Regions from separate parts of the Mus musculus genome. Here region 1 is linked to region 2. Evidence: chromatin contacts called from public Hi-C data. All regions are on one chromosome and are shown on one strand. The core of a region is the stretch at or near the end of the contact, and the rest is flanking DNA. Distances in the headings are between cores, read along the strand shown.

Evidence for each region. A called contact is a pair of places that touch in the nucleus more often than the background predicts.
Region 1: a contact with region 2 is called in a Hi-C map of liver, with 2.8 times the contacts expected there. A contact is called at or near these places in 8 of 39 promoter capture datasets (cranial neural crest, embryonic stem cells, hippocampal neurons and 4 more), 4 of 484 Hi-C or Micro-C datasets (the HL-1 cell line, liver and muscle stem cells) and 8 of 130 datasets of targeted methods (cardiomyocytes, craniofacial prominence, embryonic forebrain and 4 more).

The regions. Positions count from the first base shown.
Region 1 is chr19:17,836,264-17,839,329 of GRCm38.p6, reverse strand. It overlaps Pcsk5 (proprotein convertase subtilisin/kexin type 5), which reads left to right and starts at 1,698. Exons shown (of 38, transcript NM_001190483.2): 1 at 1,698-2,375. The coding sequence starts at 2,178.
Region 2 is chr19:17,553,998-17,557,264 of GRCm38.p6, reverse strand. All of the region lies in intron 20 of Pcsk5 (proprotein convertase subtilisin/kexin type 5), which reads left to right. It overlaps Gm41813 (a long non-coding RNA gene), which reads right to left. Exons shown (of 3, transcript XR_877744.2): 3 at 2,375-2,422. Among named protein-coding and RNA genes, the nearest start is that of Gm41812, 19 kb to the left of the region's middle.

The DNA.
Region 1 (3,066 bases), core at 449-2,948, 280 kb before region 2:
GATGCAGATGGTCACCCTGGCAATTAGCAAATCTCCCTGTCCCTGTCCCTGTCCCTGTCCCTCTCCCTCTCCCTCCTCTCTCTCCCCTTCCTCCCTCCCTCCCTCCCTGCCCCCTTACTCTGGAATCTATGGTTGAGAGGGGTGGTAAGAGGTCTGTCCAAAGGGACTGGCCAGTAGCCAGACTATACGGACTCTAGAGCCAAGCAAAATGCCTAGGTTTCTCTCTTTACAAAAATAATGCCAAGTAACAATGAGCATTTTCTTTAGAGAATTCTGAGCCTAAATTCCACCAATATTTTGTGCCCCACCCCCGACTATGTCCAGCACAATCTGATAGGAATCATAGACCAGGCCCTTGAAACAGATGTGTTAAACTAGCCAAATAAATAAATCAATAGAATGCATGCCTTTCTGCAGCATGTATCTGCTTTTCTCATCTACCTCTTGATCTGTAATGTATGGGCATTGTTATTTGAATTTGTTTGAAAGAAAAAAAATATAATCTATTTATACAATATGCAAAATCTATAAAATTTATGCTCCAAGGTGCTAGTAGATTTAAGCTTGCAGATATCCTTCAGACAGTTAAATCATCCTGAGATGGGTTAATCTCAGACACAGTCAACTAGTCTTTAGGAAGAATGACAAGGGATTGGAAGAGGAGAGGGATAGGATGTGAGGGCTTCGGACAGCTGCTTCTTTTAAGGTTAGGCAAACCATTTCATAAAGACCAATTTTTCTTTTTACAAGAAACTACTCTTTGGCCCCTCACCTGCAAAAGACAAGGTGGTTAGAGAAGTCTGAAGAAGGCCAGACACCATTCCCTGTTGTGTCTGAAGTCATGGTACTTTAACGCAGACTTGGTGGCATTTCATCTGACTTCCTCTGTGGTCCTTTTTATATTACTCTCCCCCTCTGCTCTGGTGACATACTTGGAAAGTTGGAAAACTCTCCTTGCTGAGGTAAATGAAGCCCTTGGAGATAAGGACACAGAAACGAATGACCGAATGGCCGCTCCCTTGGAACCCACACTTATCCGTTCTCTAGTACTGTAGATATTCATAGAAATATCTTTCCATGCTCTAAGCAGGGATTTCACCCTCCTGTGATGTTGCTGCTGAGTATCAGAATGGCTGATCTCCCAAGTCAACAGGCGACAGACTTTTGGCTTTGGCTTTTGTAAGAGTGAATGATACTTAACTGTCCTGTGTGACAGCTTCTCCGGGGAGCAGAATGCGCAAAATAAACAGTTACTGAAAAGCATAAAGAATTAGTGAAGTGAAAATCTCGATATTTGTTTTGAAATTGAGACAGGAGTGACCTTAAAATGCTCAGTCCTGGGCGTTTAGCGCCGGGATGAATGAATCTTTGCCCATACTTCCCTCTCATTATCCTGTAAATCTTAGACTTTCCAGAGTAACGGGAAATTAATTCAAATGCAGCCCGGCGGAATAAAAAGGATAGAAATCAAGACTCCGGAGGCACTCTCCTCTCAGCCCTTTGGGGAGAGGACTTCACTGGCCCGACCCTGGAGTTTACAGCAGGGAGAACAGGGAGGCGCTAGGACCTGGGTGGCTCCTGGCTGAGGCCCCGCTCGTGAGGGCGGAGGAGTAGAGGAGGAGGGAGATGTGGGAAAGGAGGGGTGCTCCGGGGGGCGGGGGAGTCATTTATGCGGAGCGGGCGCCGCTGCCGTCGCCACTCACAGTCCCGGCGCGCTGCTCGGAGCCGGAGGGAGCGCAGCGAGAGGGCGAGCGAGCGAGCGAGCGCTTGGAGCCGGGTTCAGCAGAGGGGGCGCCCGGCCGCTGCTTGCGCTCCGGCCGGTCGTTTCCACGGAGCTCCAGGGCCGGAGAGGAGCAAGAGGCAAACGAAGAGTCCAAGAGCAAAGCCGGGAGAGCCCGCGGCGGAGGCTCCAGTCCCACTCCGCCGCCTCCCGTGCAAGCCGGGGAGCGATCGCTCAACGCCCCGCCGGCCCAGAGCCCGTCACCCCGTCCCCTCTGCCCCAGGCATGGTCTAAGAGCCTGAGAGGGGCTAGCTGTTCTGCTCTGCTCCCGGGCTCTCAGCCTCCTACCGACCGCTCCCGGCTGCGCGCCCCGCCGGCCCAGGCCGGAGAAGTTAGTTGTGCGCGCTGCTTAGCGCGCGAGCCAGCGGGCGGGCGAAGGCGGCGAAGCGTCGGGACCATGGACTGGGACTGGGGGAACCGCTGCAGCCGCCCGGGACGGCGGGACCTGCTGTGCGTGCTGGCACTGCTCGCCGGCTGTCTGCTCCCGGTATGCCGGACGCGCGTCTACACCAACCACTGGGCAGTGAAGATCGCCGGCGGCTTCGCGGAGGCAGATCGCATAGCCAGCAAGTACGGATTCATCAACGTAGGACAGGTAACCAACCCCCGGTGACACAGGCTCTGCACCCAGAAGCTAGTCGTTTGGGGGCTTCTTGTCCCCTCCGCTTCGACCCCTCCCCCTTTTCCAGATGTGCTTCTGCAGCTGTGGCCCGAACTCTAGGGCGATGCTCTCTCCAACGCGCTCGTTGCACAGTCACACACATGCCCCGAAGTTGCTGGGATCTCTGTTTAATTTGTTTTTACAAGCAATGAGGGACAGGTAGGGTCTGTGGAAAATATGGAGTGCCCTTGGACAGGTTGAGACTCGCCTGGACCTTTGGACCTGGGAAGTCCAGAAGCGCTATTTAGCTTGAGGAAATAGCCCTGCGAGTGGCTGTGGCAGGGAAGGTTGAGACTTTTGGAGGCCAAGGAGTGAGAACGCCCCTGGTTCTAACTGGGAGAGAAAAGCCTGGATTAACCTCCTGGGCCACAGAATTGCTGTGCTCTGGAGGGCTTTGAGTGCGGCGTCTGGAAGGGAGGTGGTGGGGAGAGAGGAAGGGGGCGGGACACTGGGAGGGAAGCACGGATTTAGGGGGGTCCTGGCTGCTGCCTCTCTTGGCCAGGATCCAAATGTGGGCCCCCGGAGCTGGGTGGGGAGGAACCTGGGAGACATTGAAAGCGGCTGAAATGTTCTGCTCCGGGAACTTGGGAATCTTCTACTGGCGTGGAACCTGGGGTACCCGGTT
Region 2 (3,267 bases), core at 610-3,109:
TAATGAGGTTCAGAAACTGACAGAGGGCCATGAGTTACAAGTCTTGTAGGTGTTCATTTAGTTAAGTTTAGGCTGAACTGGTCAGGGGTGAGTTCCTGGAGCAGATAGAAATACAATTGGTCTATGACTGTCTAGGGGTCTTGGTCAGGTTCAGGGATCCTGATAGGATTTGTTTTCTCTGCCAGTTAAAGAATCAAAAGGCAGGGAAAGTGTTGAGCAGGATAGGTAACAGCTTGATAAATTTCAACCACAGTAAACAGGAGGATATAGAATCAGTAATTTAGGAGTGGCTTTTATTGAGGGTGAGGAAACACGCATATAGCAAGCACAGAGAAAAAGGACCACCTGCAAAGCAGAGAGCAGATGTGAAAAGCTGAAGACATCAGCTTTGCCCTGGGGGCTGGAACTGTTAAAGTCCTTGGCGGGTCTTCTCTAATTTAGGGCTGATCAATTTGAAGAAAGGCAAGATGGCAGACTGACCAACTTGTTTTCATCTAACCTTGAACTGTTGAGCCAATTCATCACAGGGGCCCTACCTAAAAAAAAGAAAAAGCCCCTAAGACCTTTGTTTTAGCTGCAAGACTCTTGTTTGAGGTTCAGAGGATGGCGAAGAAGCCAGTCATTGTGGAAGTTAACTATCTGTGCTACCTATCATGGTCCCTCTCCCTATCTGTTTGCCTATGAAGGAGTCTGTCTAAGTCCTAGACCCTCTTCCCATGTAAGTTTGCCACACATTCGAGGTTCAGGTCAGGGAGGTACTTTCATGGTTTTAATCTAATTAGTTCATTGCTACAAAGGGCAGTAGTTCAACTTACAATGGTGTAGTCAAGAAATGACTACAACTTTACATTTGGTGCTAGGCCTTCATCTCTTCCTAGTCAAATTTGCAAAGTTCTCAAGTGGCACCCCAGGAGAAGCCCTTGCCTCAGCAGTGGCCTTCTCAGGCTTATCAAGAAGTTGCAAGCCATGAACTTGGTAATGAAGGGAGCTGATTGGCTCTGTGACTACTAAATTGAAATTTCTTTATTGGCTGATCAACACTGTCAGCATACTTGAGTATGGAAATACACAACCCCTGCGCACCCTTCCCACCCATATACCCTAGTAGAATGACTCCTGAGATGCTGACATGGAAAGACATGTTTTTCACTGTGTTTGCATCATCATCCAGCCTCACACAGAATTCCAGCAGAAAGCACTGTGCGAGCCAAAAGGTGTCTTAGTTAGAATTGTACTGCTGTGAACAGACACCATGACCAAGGCAACTCTTGGACAACATTTAATTGGAGCTGGTTTACGGGTTCAGAGACTCAGTCCATTATCATCAAGGCAGGAGCATGGCAGCATCCAGGCAGGCATGGTTCCGGAGAAGCTGTGAGTTCTAAGTCTTCATCTGGAGGCAGCTGGAAGAAGATTGGCTTCCAAGCAGCTAGAAGGAGGGTCTTAAAGCACCCCCTACAAACAGACAATGATGTCCTTTGTCCAACAAGGTCACACCTATTCTAACAAGGCCACACGCTGTGCCAAGCACATTCAGTCCACCACACAAGGCAATCTTAAACTGTCCTGGCAAGTTGGATCCTATCTCCTTCCATTCTCTAATACAAAATGGCAGGGGGAAACCAAGGCCAGCTGTAGCTTGACCTTGCCTACCCTAAGCTGGGCTCTCAGCTCTAAACTCAGAATATGTACATGACACAGAAAGTACAACCCTGCTTCTCTTCTCTGGTTAACATCCATTTCCAGATGCTCTTGTTGCCAGACCGTAAAGTCCAAAGTTCTCCACAGAGCACTTTAGAGCCTTTGACATATTCAGCTGGGCACAGCCAAGATGAACTGAATTTCACTGTGGCTCATTGGAGCTCCTTGGCACCAAGCAGCAGACTCTAATCCACATAACCGTGTCTTCTCGTCATCACTAGCGGTGATGATCCAGCCAGATTCAGTTCTTTGGCAGCAAAGAGGCAGTTACGTAGCAGGCCAGAGCGTGAGTGGTGGCACAGGATCCTGTCCTCTACCGCCAGGAGGCTCTTCAGAGGGTGATTTGGCTGGGTTTCCCTTGGGTTGGTTGGTTTCATTTCTGAGACAGACTTTCACACTATGGCTTAAACTGGCCTTAAACTCAACATTCTTCCAGCCGTTGCTTCCCATGTGCTGGGTTAGTAGGCATGAACCCCACGCCTGGCCTTAGTTAGGTTATTATTGAGGGATTTGCTTAACAGGCTTTCTTCCAGGTGGCCATTGTTTGGACATAGCTATTGTTTTGTTTTCTGAGCAACAGAAGATATTTCTAGAAAATTCCAGACATACTTTCTGAGGTCCATATTGTAAGATCCTTGAACTTTTGTCAATATTCTTATATACCTTTGTAGCGTATAGCTTTTGCTCCAGGAACAGGCTGTGCTACCAGCCCCCCTCAGATCTGTGGATGTAAAACACAGACACATACATTGCTCAATTTCAACCTACATTCTTGGCTCAATTGCTGGGCACTACTAATTTTCCGCAGCTAATGTACCCTTCCTAATACCTTAGCTCAGCACTCTAAATCTACTCTCAACTTTAATTACTCAGTTACCTTTAGTCCCAGTTCAACACCCTAACCTCCCACCTGGAAAAGTGGCCTATGGCCACTTGCCCAAGATCTTATATGGTTGGTTACCTTTTGTCCCTCTAAAGCATGGTGAAATTTTTCCTTCCTCCTCTTCATCTCCTCCCCTCCTTTCCAGGGACCCTGAAGTCCTGTCTCTTTCCTTCCACCCCACAATTGGCCCCTGGCATCTTTAGGGGTAGATCAAGAACCAATTGGGGAACAGAACCTTAGCATCGGACCCACCCCCTACATACTTTAAGTATGTAATGTTTTAAGATTAACATGGTTTTATTTAATTGGGCACAGACATGAAATTTCTGACACAAGAATTACTGCTAGTAGAAGGTGTGGCCAGGACTCAAGCCACCACTTCACACGTGTCCCTCATACTGCTTTCTTTTTTAAGAGTGCCAAAGCACATTAACTTCAAACGACACACATTGTAATGTGAGCAGAAATCCTTTCCCAAAAAAGGATGCAAAGTTCACTGACCCTTTGAACTTGCCTTTTTGGTTTTTTTGTTTGTTTGTTTGTTTGTTTGTTTTTGTTTTTTACTTATAAACCCAAATAAATACAAACTTGCTTTGCCATACACTAGCCTCTGGGGTTCCTACCTTCTCCAGACTGACCTTCTAATGGGCTAATACATACAAAAGACTTAGCTATAATGTGAC